2 separate regions of the Hordeum vulgare genome follow, and region 1 is linked to region 2. Evidence: chromatin contacts called from public Hi-C data. All regions are on one chromosome and are shown on one strand. Each heading gives the region's core, a stretch centred on a gene start, on an enhancer-like site or on the middle of the called end of the contact. The rest is flanking DNA. Distances are from core to core; before and after follow the strand shown.

Region 1 (5,501 bases), core at 1,842-4,341, 68 kb before region 2:
ATGTTGTAAACGATGTTATAAAAATCGGGTGGCTGCCAAGTTGCTGCTGTTCGGCTACACAACCACTATTGGTTGGCTGCCGGCCACATTTGCATAATTTAAAACAACCAAAAATGAAAAAAAAATATACATGTTCACAATATCAAATTATTACATTTCATCAAATCCACAACATCAAATGCATCACACATACAACATAGTTTTGCACAATACACAAACAACTAAATGAAACTAGGTGGCTCTCTCGCCATGGAATTTCCAATACTCCTTCATCAAATCCTTTTGAAGTTGATCGTGCGAATCGGAGTCTCTAATCTCATTGTACACCTTCATGAAGCGTTTGATTCACTCCTCTATCCTCATGGGCATAACGCGTATGCACATCAACTGATAGAAGTTGTAATCTAAATTTTGTCCCTGCTCATTCTCAATGATCATGTTATGCATGATCACGCAAGAAGTCATGACGTACCAAAGTTGTTGTTGATCCTAAAATCTAGATGGCCCTCACACAATAGCAAATTGGGATTCCAAAATCTCAAAATCCCTCTCAACATCTTTCCTAGCCGCCACTTGTGCATTATGAAAGATGAGTTCTTTCTTACCTTGGGGTTTGGAAATTGATTTGACAAATGTACTCCACCTTGGGTAGATGCCATCCGCAAGAGAGTACCCATAGTTGTATGTGCGACCATTTGACTCAAAGGTCATCGGTGGTCCTTCTCCATTTGCTAACTTGGCAAAAAGAGGTGACCGGTTGAGCACATTGATGTCATTGCAAGATCCAGGCATGCCAAAGTATGCACGCCAAATCTATGTTTCATGATCGGCAACAGCCTCAAGAATGATTGTGACATCCTTCCCACGACCCTTGAACTGTCCATGCCATGCTCTTGGGCAATTTTTCCACTTCGAGTGCATGCAATCGATAGAACCTAGCATACGTGGAAATCCACGAGCTCTGTTCATCTCTAACAGCCTGTGTGTGTCCTGAGCATTGGGAGCTCTCAACTATTGTGCACCAAACACTTCCACAATAGCCTTGGCAAATTGTTTGACATAAAAGATAGAAGTGCTCTCTGCCATTACCAAGTTGTCATCAATGTAGTCCGCAGAAACACCGTAGGCCATCATGCGCAATGCGGTAGTGACCTTCTGTTCGATGCTATGTCCAAGCAACCCTGCACAATTCCTCCTCTGCTCGAAGCTTCGATCATGTTGCTTCACAGAATAGCAAATATGAATGAACAAGTCTTTGGACATTCTGAACCGGCGTCGAAAATATTTATCCGGAAAAACGGGTTGTGGACCAAAGTAGTTGCGCATCAACCTTTTGTGCGCTTCCACCCGTTCTCTCCGAATGAAAGCACGGCCATAGACGGAACCACCATGCATTCGCTTCTTCCCCTTGTGCATTGCCACAAGCATTGCAATGTCTTCTTCTTCGTTCAAATCAAATTCATCATCCGATGATGATGAGCAATTGTCCACGTAAGAGGAGCCACACAAGCTCATCTACAATGTGGAAAAATCAACGGTAAACTACTTTGCATCCAACAAAAAAGCTCGAGTTCATCTATTTTTACCTTCGGGAATTTTGTCGAACGGCGGGTGAGCAGCCGGGCGGCGGAGCGGTCAGCAGCCGGGAGCAGTCAGGTGGCGATGGAGCGGAGCAGCCAGCGACGGAGCAGAGCGGAGCAGGCGGGGGCGGCCACTTCACCAAGGAGGGGGAGCCGTCGGGTGGAGGGCGGCGGCGGCACCTGCGCCGCGAGCCGTTGGGTAGCGACGACTACACGACCACGATAGAAGCCTACCCCATCGCCTCGGCTAGCTGCATCCGCTCGAGAAGCTCTGACCGCCGTGAATTTGGCCGGCGGCCGAAACCAAATCGGGCTGCTCGCGGCGGCGCGCCGACAAGAAAGGCGGCCGGGAACGGGTCGGCAAAGTCATGGCGGGCTCGGTGGTGGTCGGCGTGGTCGTGAGGCGGCGGATCTGGCCGGCGGTGAGTTCGGGCAACGGCTGGCGGGCGCGGGGAACGAAACGAAAGAGTGGTTGGGGATTGGCGCGCGGCTGGCCGTTTTACAACACCTAGCCTTTGTGTTGTATAGTTGTAACACCAATGTCAAATTTTTACAACACATGAAGCTGGTGTTGTATTTTTTTTTATATATACAACACCTGTTGGAGCATTTTTGTGGACCTAAATGTTGTATAAGTTAGTTATTTATATATATAGAACACCTATTGAAGATGCTCTAACTAATCAATATACTTAACAGTGGAGCTCAGATTGTGCTCTTCCGAGTCAGACTTTTCCATTTTGAGAAGCAACTCAAGATGTTGGTGGTGTTTGAGGGAGCATATATATACATACTAGCAAATAGTACCAATTAGCAAAGACTGGTCATGGAATTGCTTTGGTATGGCTACTCTAGTTTATATATAGCTACAAAAGGTCATACCTTTTCTCCACGCTAAATCATTCCGGATTCAACAACGTAAATTTTGTCGATGTATCCATTTCTGTCCTTTTCATACGTATAAACAGTAGCACCAGTACTCTCATCGCTTTATATAGTACCCGCTGTAGGAGGGATGGCCGCGTCGTGCTCTGAACCAGCTGATTCCTTCTTACAAAACTGATGGAATCACATTACCGGCAGCTCTAATAAGCAGCAGCAGCAGCAGCAGGCTCCTCTTCCGTCGACGGCTCGACGCCGTTGATCCTTGTCATATAACTCTACCGAATAATCTTCATGTAAAATAAATTAAAATAGCACACCGCATTTTAGTATGCCCAGTTTGTTTGGTGCTGGGTCGCTGTGAATGAATCGATCAATCTCATAATTAATGTCCATCTCGCCTTCATTCGAATTGTCTGTCATTTTTTCCGATAAGGACCAATAGTCCAGTATATAGTCTACTGCTGACTGAATAGCGTAATAATAACATAATTCTATATCGCGTGTGTAACATCGACCATGACAGAGCAATTCGTCGCGAGGATCTGACCGAAGATACGCCGTGACAAGTGTAGCCTCTTAATTTGATCAGATGATCAGAGATAATAATTTTCTCGGAGAAGCAGATTCCAGGCTCGCCGCCTCGTCATGCCCGCAGGCGTCATCGATAAGCTAGCCAAGCCTATCTGGCAACACGTAGGCCAACCCATGGAAAATCTAGACGTAGAAGATCACGAAAGCGATGGGGAAGTAAAAGCATTAGCGAAGGTGTGCGTACCGGCTTGGCGATAAGAATAAGAAGAAGAAAAAGACAGAACGCCGACCGAGCGAATATATGGGACATTGACTATGTAGCGGTGTAAAACACATCTACACATTTTCGAAATATTTTTACGGGAATTCAGGTCTGGCTCGCGGCTGGGCGCGTGAGTGACAGCATCTACAACCGGATCCCTTAAATCCGGCCCTTCAAACGTCCACGGATGTGTTGGATGCGGACATTTATCGGTTACGCCTCAAATAATGCATTTAGCATTCGAATATCTCAAATTAAAAATCTTAAATCCATACTATTACATGCAATGTAAACCTAATATTAAGCGGAGCTCGACCGGCTCCGACGTGTTCATGTCGGATGGCTGGCTGCGTCCCTCATAGTGTCGGTCCGGTTGCCGACCGACGAGGTAGAGCGGGACATGGGACACTAGCCGGCTCACGAGAGTCGAGCTGTCGTCGTCTCCCATGCCCTACTCTTCCTCGTTGGAGCCCGGAACCCGGACGATGCTAGTCGACATGAGGTCGATGACAGATCCTTCCTGGGAGGAGCCGACGTCCACCACAACGTGGTTGCGGTGCCCGCATCCATGCAACATAAGGATGCTGGAGAGTGTGACTTCGCCTCTCCAACATCCTCCGCCGCGAGGGCCTCCGCCGCATCCCATGCCCGCTGCCTCGCCCGACAAGCACGTCGCGCCAAGACATCGTTCGACGTCGGCCATGCTTCGTGCTCAGCGTGCCAACAGAGGAGTCGTGCTTCCGCCACGACGTTCGAATGCCAGACAGATCGCACCACCTCCAATGAGGCAGCAACGCCGGATCCAAGCAACGGTTGTGCGGAAGCAATAGGTTCCCGGCGTTGCGAGTCCGAGGGTTGCCGTGGTGCGACCGTCTCCCGGGAGCGGCGGAGCGCAAGCCGGACGACCATCTCCTCCTCGAGGCCGCATGGGACGAGCTTGTGGTTGACGGATCTGGAGGTGAAGGACTCGGATCAGCTGCCCGCCATGCCGGAGGTGAGCTTGGCTGACGGATGGGAGTGGAGGGGAGTGGAGTGAAGTGTCTAGGGTTTGATCCGACGAGCGGATGGAGACCAATATACGTGGGGTAGATGTGTGCTAGTGCGGGCCACGCAGGCGTGCTCGGGCGCGCCCGGGCTCCTCCGTATCTGCCCTATATTTGGGCTAGAAATGGGGGATGCCGGTTAGTCCGGACATTTAAGACCGGTTTAAGAGGCCCGTCTGCGTTGAATTTTTGTGACTCACCAGTAACCGGGCGGCCTGCCCGACCGTTTGACGAGGGTTTGAGGGGGACCTCTTATGGACCGCTCGTTGTGGCCGACTGCCGAGCGGGCGCATAGGGGTCGTCCCACTCGTCCGACCCAGATTGTTTTTTGTCTTAAGAAAATCTGAAATTATTCTTTTTTCATTTTTTCTGTTCTTTTTTCCTTTTTCTGCTTATTTCCTTTCTTTTTTCTTTTTTGGTTCACATTTTCTTTCTTTTTTACTTTTCTTTTCGAATTGGAAGCAAAAAAATTCCAAATTTGAAGAATTTTCTTTGAAAATCCAGAATATATTTTGAATTTATGAATAATGTTGGAAAAATGGCAATTTTTTGAAATTTGGAACCTTTTTTAAAGGCAAGAACAATTTTGAACACAAACCTAGTTAAAAACTGGAAAAACAATATTGCTATTTCGAGTTTTTTTTTATAAATTACAGAACATTTTTTGAAAATACCGATCATTTTTTCCAAACACCAAATATTTTTGGAAAATCCCAAACACTTTTTGAAGTTATGAATGTTTTTAAAAATGGCAACTATTCGAAATTTAGAACATTTTTCTAAAACAGCAAAAACATTTTTCCAATTTGAAGAACAATTTTCGAAAATCCAGAACATTATTTGAAAATCACGAACAGTTTTTGAAGTTTTGAATGTTTTGAAAAACAGCAACTAATTGAAACTGAGAACACATTTTTAAAAAGAAAAGACATTTTTCGTATTTAAAGAACAATATTTGAAAATTCAGAACATTTTTCGTATTTAAAGAACTTCCGTTTTTCCGTTTTATATGGCTCATCTTATAGGGCTTATCTTAAAACCTCCTATTCGGTTTACTCCCTCCGTCACAGTTTATAAGGCGTGCACGTGTATCTAGGTCGTCAATTTAACTTATATAAAATATATTGTTTAACATAAAAATTATATCATTACAAAATAGAATATCTAAAGTTTTTAATGATATATTTTTTGTAATATATG
Region 2 (5,372 bases), core at 1,164-3,663:
TATGCCATTCTTGAATAGAGATCGGGGTTTGGTTGCTGACAATAACTCTGCATTGACGTACAAATTTATCCGTATTCTTTTTGGGAGCAATCGGTTCGCCACCTGGTGTTATCTCGTCGATGTTGTACTTTATGCCATGGGGCAACTTTTTGGCCGGGCCTCATACTGCCCTACTTGTAGAAGATTTGGTCGATTCAGAGGGCTAAAAGAAGAGATTCGTTTATATATATATATATATATATGTGTGTGTGTGTGTATGTGTGTGTGTGTGTGTGTGTGTGTGTGTGTGTGTGTATAAATCAATTAATACATCTAATGGTCACCAGAGGCCAAATATGTATATGCCTCACCGGACTTTGTTAATTGAACAAACATTTCGTTGACATCATTGTTTCGTTCCCCTTCGTCTCTTGATTGTTCTTCCTCAATTACCTCACCGGAGGGGTTAAGATATTGTGAGCCATCATCTATTCTTCATTCTCTTCGTTTCTGGAGCGTATCATGTCGAACAAGACATACTCTTGATCATGGTCTCTGTCTCTACCGTCCATAGCTTAACTAATCTAGAACAAATATAAAACAATTAGAATACATTCAATAAGCAAAATCGAAGATATGCAATCAATACATGGCAATGCAACAATATGATCAAATATATTATTATCATCATTCTCTGGCGATCGTCGGGGACTCCTCGATCTCCGGTGATCGTCAGGGAATCCTCACCGACGATCATCGAGGACTCCTTCGGCGATCGTTGAGGACTCCTCACCGGCGATTGTCGGGGACTCCTTCGGCGATCATCGGGGACTCCTCACCGGAGATCGTCGGGGACTCCACCGGCAATCGTCGGGGACTCCTCGCGGGCGATCGTCGGGGACTTGTCACCGACTTTCACAAGGAGTCAGATCGGCATCATGCCATCTGAACTTGTTTCTCTCATAGGCAAAAAACACACTGTCATGGTTACTCCAAGCAGCAAATCGCTCGGCAGCAATCACAAATAAGCAATGAAAAAAATTGCTATATCATTTTGTCCTATACAGTGAATTCACACACACACATAAAGTGAATGCAACACACCGTCTGTCGGATATGCATTCAAATTCTTGTACTCCTCACCGTGGTAGAGGATGCAGTCATTAGGGCATGCATGTATCTTCTGCACCTCTAATCCTATAGGACAGATAGCCTTCTTGGCTTCGTACGTACTGTCGGACAATTCGTTGTCCTTTGGAAGCATCTTCTTTATCATTTTCAGCAACTTTTCAAACCCCTTGTGAGATACACCATTCTCTGCCTTCCATTGCAACAATTCTAGTGTGGTACCCAGCTTCTTCTTGCCATCTTTGCAATTTGGGTACAACAATTTCTTGTGATCCTCTAACATGCGCTGCAACTTCAACTTCTTCTTTTCACTTGCGCAGTTTTTCTTTGCATTAGCAATGGCCCGACCAAGATCATCAACGGGCTCATCTGGTGCCTCTTCTTTAGCTTCTTCCCCCATTGTAGTACCATCGTATTCAGAGAACACATGATAGTTGGCATCATCCTCTTCTTCTTCTTCATTCTCTTCCATTAGAACCCCACTTTCTCCGTGCTTGGTCCTACAATTATAGCCGAAAATGAAACCGAACGTAAACAGGTGGACGTGAATGACTCTTCACTTAGAGTAAGTTCTATCATTCTTACACATAGCACATGGACAACACATAAAACCATCTCGCTAGTTTGCCTCGGCCGCACAGCCATTAATGAACTAGGGAGAGCACCGGTCATCATACATCCATTGCCGGTTCATCTTCATTACACAAGACCGAAAAGACCAAATTAATACAAGTTCATACATAAATTTCATACACACTTATTCTCATAAAACAACATACCAGAGTACCTAGCTAAAGCATTTAAATGCAACAACAAATGCGATCAAGATCACAACTAAGGTAACAATTGATCCAACAACATAGTGATACCAAGCTTCTTTATTAATGACATATTTTCTAATCTTTCTAACCTTCAAGCGCATTGCATTCATCTTGATCTTGTGACCATCGACGACATACAACTCCAGTTTCATCTTCTCTTCTTCAATTCTTTTCAATTTTTCTTTCAGATACTCGTTTTCTTTTTCAACTAAATTTAACTTCTCGACAAGAGGGTCGGTTGCCATTCGGTTCACATACCTCCTAGATAAAAATATCTATATCAACTTGATGAGCATAATTGTCATAAACGCCAAATGCAACAAATAGTTATAAAAGAGAATATACGGCATCCAAATCATAAGTCGGACAAGGGCCGACGGAGACGGATATCAAGACCATGACACTATGTATAACAAACAATCATACAAGTAAGAAAACTATCTAAATCATACAAATAAAATTTTTAATAAAAATGATAAGAACAAGAGGATCACCAAGGTAATGGCAGCGACGGGACGGTGCGGGTGATCGATGGTGGTTACGACGGGGACGGAAACCGATTTGTTATACAAGTAGGGACTAAATGATCTCCGGAGACCCCGCCTGCCACCATACCTTTAGTCCCGATTTGTATCACAAACCAGGGCTATAGGTACAAAATGAACCGGGACTAAAAATGTCCGTGCCCCGATCGTTTCTAGCCGTTGAAATCGAAACTAATAATTACATTAATCCCGGACCGAAATCAAATCAAAACTAATGATTCAAACATAAGATCCGTTTTTTACTAGTGACAAATAACCATTACATAAGCACGAAAACAAATGGGTGAGGCCTAAAGCATAAGGATTTGTCTTCAGGCCCGAATGCAAACATAACGATAGTGGCCCACGTGAACTTGCTACGGTGAGTGGCATTGGGACTGCCCTTAATTTGAGGCATATTTTCTTTGGAAAAAATGTGCTTTTAATCATTCAGTAGGAACTTCCCTGCTCGATGCCGGCTAATATTGTTGAAATTGACAGAGAATTTCCCGGAAAAGTTGACGAAGATGAGCGGGAAAATACAAGAAGAGAAAGACCCATCCATGGTTGCCGATAAGCTTTGATTAGGCCAAAACAAAAGCCGCGGCAGCCATATATGGGGATGGGGGCATGGGCACAGTGCACGCCAAAGGGTAAGCTAAAACGTGTTGGCGTGCATGCAGCCTCCGCTGTCCGGCGCGCCCGTCACCCTCGCCGCTTCCGACACGTCCCCCCCTCCACGCGTCCCTGACCACCCGTCTCCTCTCCTCTCCTCCCCCGGCCCTATATACGCCCCCGCGCCGCTACCCATCCTCTCCTTCTGTCCTCCCAACCATCGCGACGAGAGCAATAATAGCAGCTCCAATGGTGGCCGAGGCCATGGGCGTCTGAGCCGCGCGCCGAGGCCTGCGGGCGCCATTGATGAGAGCAGCTGCATCACCCTTCACGGCCGGACGCGATGTCCCTTGTGGCTGCGGCGGCCGCCGTGAGGCCCTCGCCAGTGGCTCCTTCCCCGGCGGTGCCGTACGGGATGTGCGGTGGCGGCGCGAGGAAGAGGAAGGACGTCGTGCACTACCATGAGGAGGACGAGGACGAGGAGGAGGTGCAGCAGGGGAGGCGGCTTGGCGGTGTCGGTGAGGGCCACGGGCTGTTCGTGCTGGAGACGGTGGAGGAAGAGGAGGAAAGGGAGGCCGAAAACGAGCGCTCCTCCATTGGCCCCGTCTCCGAGGGGGACGAGGAGGAAGGGGAGGAGGCGGAGAGCGCCAGGGAGACGCCGCCGTGGCAGCGGAGGACGAAGAAGAGCGCCGGCGGGCTCGCGAGCCTCGACGCCCTCGACGACGCCCTCCCCGTCAAGTAATCAACCAACTTCACTTCCCTTAATCATCCACCATTTCTTGCAATAATCGCAAGAAGGGCGGATTGTCTTCTCGGTTCGGCCGGTGGATTGATCCGCGGAGCCGTCCTGATTTGGCAGGCGGGGCCTGTCGAGCTTCTTCTCCGGCAAGTCGCGGTCGTTCGCGAACCTGCAGGACGTGGCGGTCGCCGGCACCACCAGCAGCAAGGACGTGCTGGCCAAGCCGGAGAACCCCTTCAACAAGCGCCGCCGGATCCTGCGCTGCTGCTCCATCCGGCGGGTCTCCTCCACCTCGCTCACCGCGCTGCCGCCCTTCCAGCCGCCCGAGCCGTCCTTCAACATCGGCAACGACGGCGTCATCAACGGCGGCGGCGGCTGATCATCAACCGATCCCGGAACGCGTACGTACGTACGTACCTACGTGCACCGATGAGATCAGATTGATCGACCGATCGAAAAGAGAAAAACACATGCATATTTATGCATGCAAGTTGCAAAGGGAATTAGTAATGGAAACTACTCTACTAGGGAGGAGAGAGACAAGATGGATGGATGGATGGATGGATGGATCCCACTTTGTAATAGTCCGGGATCTCGCTCATCTCGGCTCACATCAACAACAATGGCCGCCTAGAGCTTAGGTTTTTCTTAATTCTTTTACTAGATGCTAGTAGTTGCATTTGACATGCAAAAAGAGGGAGAGAGAGCACCAAACATGGTGCATGTGTCGTCGATCCTAGCCTACAAAACAAGCTATATATGCCAGTTGAAATATACAAATATCTCAATTGAGACAAGCTAGCCTGATTAACCTTTTCAATGCTAGTATATATAGCGCCAAGGTATACATCCATATCATTGACAGGAGTTCTAAATCTATCTCTAGGATGTTGCTCTTGAGTGCATTGCAAATTATGTGTTGCTATAATACAGTTCATAATTGAGAGTACTCCTACTAACACTTGGCAAGCACCATTTCGCAAAAAAAAAAAAAAGACTTGGCAAGCACCATTATTATTTTTCTACCTATGTGTGTATTATGGTTGGTAAAGTGGTGCTATTGGTAGTACTTCTTTTTCTTAAAATACAATATGGGTGTGCCTAAGGAAAAAAAAACTAAAAAGATAAATACTGACACGAATCTTGGTGTAAGACTTAGTTATGCGAATACTTATGATACATATAGATGTACTTTAGCCAAAAATGATACAATATCGGCGAAGGGTTCCTGGACTCGTTTTAGGGTCTCTTCGATGGATTGTTTTCAGGTGGTTTGAGTGATCAAATATAGTATGAAGAAATCAGTATGCAAATTTTATGAAGAATTCCATCCTATGTTACACGCAAAAGAAAATCCGTTGATCCTATTAAGAATCAAGCAGCTGGTTTGTATATACCAAAAATTCTAAACGTTACAGGACTCTAAATATATCTTTTGAAAATCCTTGTAGCCTTCACCATCCAGCCCACACCAAGCAGAAAACAATCACCATCCATCACATAGCTAGGGTGAATTTGCTACAACATTAGGTCCTGTAAGTCAAATTCCTCCTCAATCTTCTTCAA

What was found. A called contact is a pair of places that touch in the nucleus more often than the background predicts.
Region 1: a Hi-C map of leaf shows a contact between it and region 2, with 2.1 times the contacts expected there. The contact joins the enhancer-like site here to the promoter of LOC123412220 in region 2. A contact is called at or near these places in 2 of 6 Hi-C or Micro-C datasets (leaf and seedling).

What each region holds. Positions count from the first base shown.
Region 1 is chr7H:570,031,346-570,036,846 of MorexV3_pseudomolecules_assembly, reverse strand. No RefSeq gene overlaps it. Among protein-coding and RNA genes, the nearest start is that of LOC123412221, 68 kb to the right of the region's middle. Within about 2 kb of position 3,091, at least 1 of the 3 cell types and tissues checked has open chromatin away from gene starts, as enhancers often do. A contact at or near this core is called in leaf, where this site is marked.
Region 2 is chr7H:569,962,935-569,968,306 of MorexV3_pseudomolecules_assembly, reverse strand. LOC123412220 reads left to right here and starts at 2,413. Exons shown (of 2, transcript XM_045105162.1): 1 at 2,413-3,805; 2 at 3,927-4,626. The coding sequence starts at 3,411. The coding sequence ends at 4,185. LOC123412221 (a long non-coding RNA gene) reads right to left here and starts at 2,060. Exons shown (of 3, transcript XR_006613450.1): 1 at 2,018-2,060; 2 at 1,693-1,801; 3 at 1,452-1,607.